2 separate regions of the Danio rerio genome follow, and region 2 is linked to region 1. The links are chromatin contacts, called in public HiChIP or PLAC-seq maps. All regions are on one chromosome and are shown on one strand. Each heading gives the region's core, a stretch centred on a gene start, on an enhancer-like site or on the middle of the called end of the contact. The rest is flanking DNA. Distances are from core to core; before and after follow the strand shown. Region 1 holds the start of ctnna1 (catenin (cadherin-associated protein), alpha 1). Region 2 holds the start of lrrtm2 (leucine rich repeat transmembrane neuronal 2).

Region 1 (4,511 bases), core at 1,003-3,502:
GTGTTTCCCAGTGATGGGTTGCAGCTGGAAGGGCATCCGCTGCGCTAAACATATGCTAGATAAGTTGGCAGTTCATTCTGTTGTGAAAATTCCTGATTAATAAAGCGAAGACAGAAAGAAAATAAATGCATGAAAACAGTGTTGCCCCCCTGTTACTGAGAGTCTGATATCATGGCAAAAACAGTCATCCAAACTACATTCCTAATACACACAGCAGGGCTTGCAAAATCTGGTAGCTTGGTATTTTCTGGTAGCCAGAAATACATCCACTTGTTGATGATAAACTCTGTAACATATTGGAATGTCTATATAGCTGCAAGAAATAACCTAAAACAATGTTCACTTAACATCATTTGTTTGGTTATAAAAAAATAAATAAAATAAAAAAAGGTATATAAAACTTGAAAGTTAAATACAAATTTAATTATTTAAAATTAAATATCTAATAAGAAGTGTCATTATATATTTATTACTTATAAGTAAATGTATGTTTTAATAAATAATGTTTTTTTTTTTTTTTTAGCCTGCTTGAATTTATATTTGGGCTACCAAAAACTAAAGAGTGCCTGGCCGAAGGCTACCAGAAATGTAGAAATTTTGCAAGCCCTGCACACATGCTTAATAAAAAAAACCTATTTTAAAATTGGAATCAATGTGTCCTTTTAGACACAAAACTACTGAAGAACGTGTGATTACAGATGCAACCTGCAAACTTTGAACCAGAGTTTTAGTATTGTGTTATTTTCATCAGAAATGCAAGGCGTAGTTTGATAGAAAACTTATGACACGGGAAGTCTGCAATAATGTTTCTCATTTATTTTAAATATGTGGCGTCATACACTGAGTTCTGCTTCCTGAGGCTGGGGGCCAACATTTCTCAAATTTTGATTAAAGATTACCCAGGTGATTTTCCCCCCTTTGTGAATTAAGCTTTAATTGATTCGGATTAATTGTTTACTTCAAAAACAGCATTGTGAGCCAACGATAAATTTTGGTTTCATGTGGGCTTTAATCTCAATTTACGGAAACGCAACTGGTACCACCTTGAGTCTTCCTTGACGTTACTGATCGCTTTGTAACTTACATTATAGTGAACTTTTTTTCCTTAGCGACATTACTAATGACTTGTGTATGTGTAAACAAACAAAAATCACATAAATCCTGTCCATGTTACGTTAATTATTTACTTGATGAGCAGTCGTAAAATAAACTACCCCGCAGAGGCTTTACCCCTCATAATAATCATCTGATCTCCTGCATATTATCATTAGCAACAAATGGAAATATTACCGGGCCAACATAGTTTATCTATATTTTAAACACAAAAAAAAGCATTGTTGTGTCTGTAGATAACATGCTGTCTGCATCCTGTATTATTATACTGGGATTGGGAAGGGCAGAGCTCACCGGAAGGGCCTGATCCATGGTTTGTGGTTTAGGTGGAGCCCTGACTTTATGTGATTTTATTTACTCAAAAAGGCACAGATATTATGATTGTCGATCTCAAACATCAAAACAAAAACAGACACACGTAAATAAAACATTTACAAAGAAAAACGCAACAATGAAATGTAAAACTCAACACATTTGCCCTGAAGCTAGACGTGCAGCTAACGGCTAACTAGCATTCCATACTAAAGTTTTCAGGATAGTTTCTGTTTATCCCTCTTACGTGGTTACCAATTCCTTTATCTTTTCAAGACGCGTCTATGTTCCTCAAAGGGTAACTAAAAGACTCTCCCAATGAAAACGGATGTTTATTTGGCGAAATATGAAACGACAGAAACACAAATATCCCAAACATTCCATGAAGTTGCGAAACAAGCTAACAATATCAGCCAAACACCACATTTATCTCGACCATTACTTACAATATGTACACAAATCAAACTAATTATGAAGTAAATGCACTTTTAGTTAGTTAATAAATAAAAACAACGTATTTTAACCACCCAAACAAAAGCAAAACACACTCACCAAATTGCTGAAATTCCTGTCGGATTCAAAATGGAGGGATGAGACTTTTACAAATACTGTGGTAAAGTTTACTTTCCGCGTGTTATAATCTCTCCCAGCCGCAAAACAAAAGCCAAACCATACAATCCACTAAAACTTGACTAAAAGCGCCCGTTTGAGCGAAAACTGGTTAAGTTGGAGCAGTGTTTCGGCGGAGTTTCGGTTTTCCCCGTTTGTTGAAGGCGGAGAATGATGGCGGATTCCCAGCACTGACTCTCAGCGTTATCAGGTGTGTTAGGGAGTGGCTCCGGCTCCTAAAGTCGACTGAAGTTCGACTGAATGCACAGCAGGGGATATTACAACACAATGGCATCACATTTAAATGTGTGAAGGGGAATTTTAATGTGTCAAAACTCCGTGAAGTACTTTTCACCAGCTTACCAGCTGAATTAGAATGCGAAATGCGCATATTATGGTCTCTTTCTCTAGTTTCAGTCGTGTTTAATTTATTTTCATGAAGAGGCTACAATGTTTTTCATATTTCTTTCTAAATTCAAAGAGAATTGGGGTTGAAAATGGGATGTTTATTTCATGTTGGCCGAATATAAAATAGAGATTAAAAAAAATAATTATTTATAGGCCATTCTTTAACTTGAAGTTAAGTAAAAAAAACTTGTTCAAAATTAACGTAACACAGCCTCATAAGTTTAAACAATTTGTCTAGTTTTAAGATCTATAAGAGGACAAACTTAGATAAGAAGAGAAACATTTTCTCCATCGTGAACTGAACAAATGTCAATTCCAGCACATCTCAATATACAGCTTTTATTTCAAATTGAAAATAATGATGGCAGTCAAACATTGTCCAAGATCATTTTTAATTCTAGTTTAACCAATCTTTCCACAGTATATATAATAATTATACATTTGTCAATTAATTAGTTGAATGCTGAATTGTACACCTGCCACACTCTAATATTTAATATTAATGTGGTTAAGAGTTTATTAGAAAATAAATAAACTGAATATATTAAATAGAGCATGAACTTATACATTGTGAATACACTTTTAATGTGTGATGAGAACTTTTTAAATTTATTTATTTTTTATGTGTGTGGTGATGGAAATGACAGTGTTGGGAATTACATTTTAACAGTTTATTGTGAAAAAATTAAAAATAGCTTCACCGGTTACCTTTGAATTGACACTAGCCTTTCATGTATATTAAACACTCTTTTCTACCTTAATTTTGTTTGGTTTTTAAAAACATCGAAATGACGTAGAACAAATGCATTTCCTTATCAAGCAATATTTACCTTGATTTTTCTTGTTGATAAAAGTTGAACATCTTGAACATGTTCTCTGATAGCACTCTTCATTTTCATAGAAACCACCTAAATTATCTTTCACACAAACTTTTTAAAGCAACATTACAGTGTTGTGGTGGAAATGACACTGATACTGTGCGACAGCAATATTTTGTATAAAAAAATAATATTGATAATAGTCTCACATTAATGAATATAAAATATGTAAATCATTTAGTGCTTAATTAAGATACAATAATAGATACCAGATAAATGTTATTTTCATTGTTGAAGTTTAAAACTCTGGGTGTGCAACAAGGTGAAAACAGTGGTTTTGACTCCTAAAAGGAGGTCGAATAATATGAAAAAATATAATAGAAAGGTAGTCAAAAATATTTACAGTAGGTTTTATTGTTAGTTTGACAAAGAAAGAGGAATTAGAACAAAATTATACATATTTTTGAATATATCCCTGCTGAAAAATCCAGCTTAAACCAGCCTAGGCTGGTTGGCTGGTTTTAGCTGGTCAACCAGGCTGGTTTTAGAGGGGTTTTGGCCATTTCCAGGCTGGTTTCCAGCCATTTCCAGCCTGGTCTTAGCTGGTCAGGCTGGAAAATGACCAGCTAAATCCAGCTAAAACCAGCTTGACCAGCCTGGTTTAAGCTGGACATAGCTGGTTTTGGCTGGGCTCCCAGCCTGGCTAGGCTGGTCAAGCTGGTTTTAGCTGGTCATCTCCCAGCCTGACCAGCTAAGACCAGGCTGGAAATGGCTGGAAACCAGCCTGGAAATGGCCAAAACCCCTCTAAAACCAGCCTGGTCGACCAGCTAAAACCAGCCAACCAGCCTAGGCTGGTTTAAGCTGGATTTTTCAGCAGGGATATGATCAAAGGACATAAAAGTGCCCGTGGTTGAAGAATTACTCTTATTTGTCTTTATTTTAGCTCAGTTTCAGGTCATGTTAATTTATTCACATGAAAAGAGGGATGCTACAGTTGGGTCATGAATAATAAATAAGCTTGATCCTTAACCATGATGTAACTGGTCTTTGTTAAACTGTGGTTACAAATAAATATAAATGCAACAGAAACCATGGTGACAGTCTATCTATTAAAAACTGCTCTCTTTGAGAGCAAACAGTTGCAAACACAGAACAGTTTTATCACATTTTATCTTTGTTAAATGAGTGTGCTACAAATATGGCACCCATATGTATTCATATGAGCTATTTTTTATGTATACTTTGGATTT
Region 2 (4,511 bases), core at 648-3,147, 74 kb before region 1:
TAAATAAATCAATGGAGCACAACCATGCAACAGAACTCGGATAAGCTCAGAAGAAACGAAGCTTGAAAGAACTTACGTGGTTGTTTTCAGCGACATGCTTCAGCCACTCTTTAAACTTTCTCCAACCAGGAGTACACAAACTTATATTTTCCCTTTTTGCTGTCTGTTTCGCTACACGTGTAGAGCGCCACATCAACTTCCCACGTTAGTCGCAAATTATGTGACATCAACCAGACGGAAAAGCTTGGTCTGACGGTCAGCCTGGCCCGAACCAATCATGCAGATTGACAAAAATATATTTATTTATGTTTGTTTTATGTAGTCGAAGCTAAGCAGGGCTAACCCTGGTCAGTACCTGGACGGGAGACCACATAAGAAAACTAGGTTGCTGTTGGAAGTGGGGGCCAGCAGGGGGCAATCAACCTGCATTCTGTGCGTGTCCTAATGCCCCGGTAAAAAGTGAAGGGGACACCATACTGTCAGTGAGCGCAGTCTTTCGGATGAGACATTAAGCCGAGCCCCTGACTCTCTCTGGTCATTACAAATCTCATGGCGCTTCTCGTAAATAGTAGGGGTGTAACTACGGTGTCCTGGCCAAATTCCCTCGATTCCCTTACCCATCATGGCCTCCCAATCATCCCCATACACAGAATTGGCTGTTTCACTGTCTCTCCACTCAACCTATAACTGGTGGGAAGCGCATTAGTGCTTTTGTCCTGTGGCTGCCGTCGCATCATCCAAGTGGATGCTGCACACTGGTGGTAGTGTGGAGAGACCCCCACCCCTCCACCCCCCCTCATGATTGTGAGGCGCTTTGGGTGTATGGCCATAACGATAAATGCGCAATATGAATCCACATTACTTAAACACTTTGGACAATGCTTGAAAAAATTTAAGAGCTTATCTCGGACAAAACGAGATTAAGACTTTAATACATTTTAAGGGCTTTAATTCTCTCATAATTGATTTATCAACTTTTAATACTTTAAGACCCCGCAGACACCGTGAAAACAATAATAAAACCATGTATAAAAAAATATGTATTAAAATTAAATATAAAAAACAAAAAAAGTATCCAGATCTATTCCTTTAGCTTAGGCAGTAAGCTCAAAAGGGCCGTCATCCAACACGTCAGGCACAAATTCAATAAAAAATGAATTCCCATTATATTAAGTTCAGCAAACCCACATGAAGAAAAATCAGCCAAATGACAGGGGAGCGTAGAAAAATGCATGTCTTATGTTTAGTGAAATCTCCTGTGGCGCCATGCAGTGTGAATGCTCTATTAAGTCCAGCATTCAGACTCCATCCTCACCACCGCAGATAGATAGACAGCAGTGTAAAAAGGTCTCTGTGACGTCGGTTTGGTTGTGACGTGTTTTGTGTTAAAAACCTGAATGAGCAAAAGGGAGAGAGAAGGGAAGGGCCAATCAGAATGCAAGTCACTGTAGATCAAATTGTCCACGAGCTTCCAGTGTCAACTTATTATCATAAATTCACACATCAACTAAAACAAAAGCACACGATAGATGTTATTTTACCGCTATAGATGGGTTATTACAAACAAGCAAGAGTAGCAAATTACAAATATAAACAAACATACAAATATGTAGTAGCTGAGCAGACAGGAAGCAGATGAAGAGATTTAAGGCAATTGTTAATTTCAGCTGTGAACTGCGGCAACACGTTGCAGTTATCAATATTCTGACTGTGACGAACCAGAGAAAAAAGTAAGGGAGGGGGAGGGTGCGTTGAATCAAACGCCAAAGCACTGTGCGAGTGTGCAAGGCGGAAAGTGAGCGAGCCAGGGAGCGAACCAAAGAGAGAGAGAGAGAGAGGAGGGAAAAAGAGAGAGAGAGAAACTGCACTGATGATCGACGCCAGCCTGCCACCACTCTGTAGCAGTGAGTGGCTGCAACAAAAGCACAGAATAACATCTCAGCTCCTCTCCTCTGCTTTTCCCCCTCACTGCATCTCCTTTCCTCGGTGCCGAGAACTCAACACAGCACAGCAGAGACACACGAAACTGCCGTCGCAAGCGCAGCCTCTGCCTGCCATCAACAAGTTAGGGATGAAGGACCTCGGAGCGGTGAAAGAGGAATGTGTGATCTTCAATTAACCAATTGAGCTGACATCATTGCGGTGGAAAGGGAAAGAGGCAGCTAAGGGACGGACAGATCTGCTCAGCAGTGCTCCTTTGGATGCAAATCCTCAACTTCAGATTTAAGGATTCTTGGAAGGCAAATAATGTTCGTCTTTTCTTAATCTGGGAATTGAAAAGGACTGGAAAAAGGGACAGACGCAAATAACAGGGAGGAAAAAGAGAGAGGAGAAAAAAAAACAGCATCCCAGGACATGGAATTCCTGAATTCGATTCAACTGGGGGGGCTCAGCACTTTATTTCTGAAGAGCCTGATTCCTTTTGTATTTACCCAAAAGGCTTTTTTCCCTTTGGATTTCTCTTCCATCTGGCTGCTCCAAAAGTCTGCGGAAAAAGACAGTTGAATGCAGCCTCCGATGTGCACAAAAGAATGGGTAAGTTATCCGTTTTATTCACAGAGTCTGGACCTGAATAGACAATGTAGTGAGTAGGAGGGGGGACAGTGGCTGGCAGGGTCTCTGGAAACATCTATATACATAAAACGCTGCTTTTTTATCTGGCATGCTTGACATTAAATAATTGGGGGAAAAAATGACACGAGCCACTGGAAAGAGATTGCATATAATAAGGTATGACTATATAATCATACGTTGTCATATTGTCAGTGTATAAATATAATATATATATATATATATATATATATATATATATATATATATATATATATATATATATATATATATATATATATATATATATATATATATATACACACACATATACATATACATATATAAACATATACATATACATATATATATATATACACATACACTGCATCATAGAAATGAATAAGTAAATAAAACTAATGTGGACCTGATATTATAAACAATATATATACACAAATCGCAGTTGATACTAAAAGATAAAACATGATAAATACATGCATTAAAATGATAAATAAAATGAGTGAGCATTCCCCTCAAATGTTCTTAAAAATTCCTGGATTAACAGTCAGATTGCTTCATGTTGACAAATACAGAAGAGCGCGCATGATAGTGGGAAAAATTGTTTCTGTATACTGCAGAGATTAGATTTCCCTCCCCCCGGTTTATTTTCTTATCTTTAAACCCACCCAGGTTTCCATTCAAGGTGGCCATTGGTGGGACAAGCACCAGCGGCACTTTGTGTGATCAGCATGCTACTGTGCCTCCCTCCTGTGTCATGCACAACCTGCCCCCAGAAATGCCGATGTGAAGACCTGCAGTTTTACTGCGACACACAGGGGCTCCTGGCGCCCCCAGACGGTGTGGATAAAGGGGCCCTTGGACTTTCACTCAGACACAACAGCATCAGCGAGCTCAGCTCAGACCAGTTCTTCGGCTTCACCCAGCTCACTTGGCTTCACCTGGACCACAACCAAATAACCACAGTGCATGAGGATGCCTTCCAGGGGCTGTACAAGCTCAAGGACCTTAACCTGAGCTCAAACCGCATCACCAAGCTGCCAAACACAACCTTCATCCACCTCATCAACCTGCAGATCCTGGATCTCTCCTTCAACCAGATGACTGCTCTGGAGCCTGAGCTCTTTCACGGGCTTCGGAAACTCCAGATCCTTCACCTGCGATCAAACTCCCTGCGCACAACACCCGTGCGGGCCTTCTGGGACTGCCGGAGCTTGGAATACCTTGGCCTGAGCAACAACCGGCTCCGTAGCCTGGCCCGGAATGGCTTCGCCGGGTTAATTAAGCTGCGGGAGCTCCATTTGGAACACAATCACTTGACCAAGATTAACTTGGCTCACTTCCCTCGTCTGGTCGCCCTCCAGTTCCTTTATCTACAGTGGAACAAGATCAACAACTTAACATCTACCATGGAGTGGAAATGGACAACTCTGGAGAAATTGGATCTCACTGGGAACGAGATTCGTGTACTTATCCCCGAGGTGTTCGAGACTTTGCCCAGCCTCAAGATCCTGCTGCTGGATAACAACAAACTGAGCAACCTCGACAGCCAAACCATGGATATGTGGAAGTCCCTAAATGTGATCGGGCTGTCAAGCAACCTTTGGGAATGTACCAAACGGATCTGCAATTTGGCCACTTGGCTGAGCACCTTTAAGGGTAGATGGGAGCATTCTATCCTCTGCTACAGTCCTGAGTATGCACAGGGTGAGGAAATACTGGATGCCGTTTACGGATTCCAACTTTGCCAAAATTTCTCGGCCCCGGTCGTACTGACCAGTACCAGCACGGAGGCCATGCTCCCTGACATCACGAGCTCCCTGTTCGGAAATATGCAGACCCCTACGCAAGACTTCTATGCAGAGGATTTTGGGAGCTTTACGATTGTCACTACTACCACCACTACCACACAACCCCCACGCACTGCCCTCGCTACTACTATG

Evidence for each region. HiChIP or PLAC-seq counts read pairs in DNA pulled down with a chosen protein or histone mark.
Region 2: an H3K4me3 HiChIP or PLAC-seq map of gastrula embryo shows a contact between it and region 1, with 2.9 times the contacts expected there. The contact joins the promoter of lrrtm2 here to the promoter of ctnna1 in region 1. A contact is called at or near these places in 3 of 4 datasets of contacts at active chromatin or transcription factors (caudal fin, embryo and gastrula embryo).

What each region holds. Positions count from the first base shown.
Region 1 is chr14:54,887,018-54,891,528 of GRCz12tu, reverse strand. It overlaps ctnna1 (catenin (cadherin-associated protein), alpha 1), which reads right to left and starts at 2,252. Exons shown (of 18, transcript NM_131456.2): 1 at 1,978-2,252.
Region 2 is chr14:54,960,730-54,965,240 of GRCz12tu, reverse strand. lrrtm2 (leucine rich repeat transmembrane neuronal 2) reads left to right here and starts at 1,897. Exons shown (of 2, transcript NM_001351692.1): 1 at 1,897-2,535; 2 at 3,241-4,511. The coding sequence starts at 2,532. All of the region lies in intron 7 of ctnna1 (catenin (cadherin-associated protein), alpha 1), which reads right to left.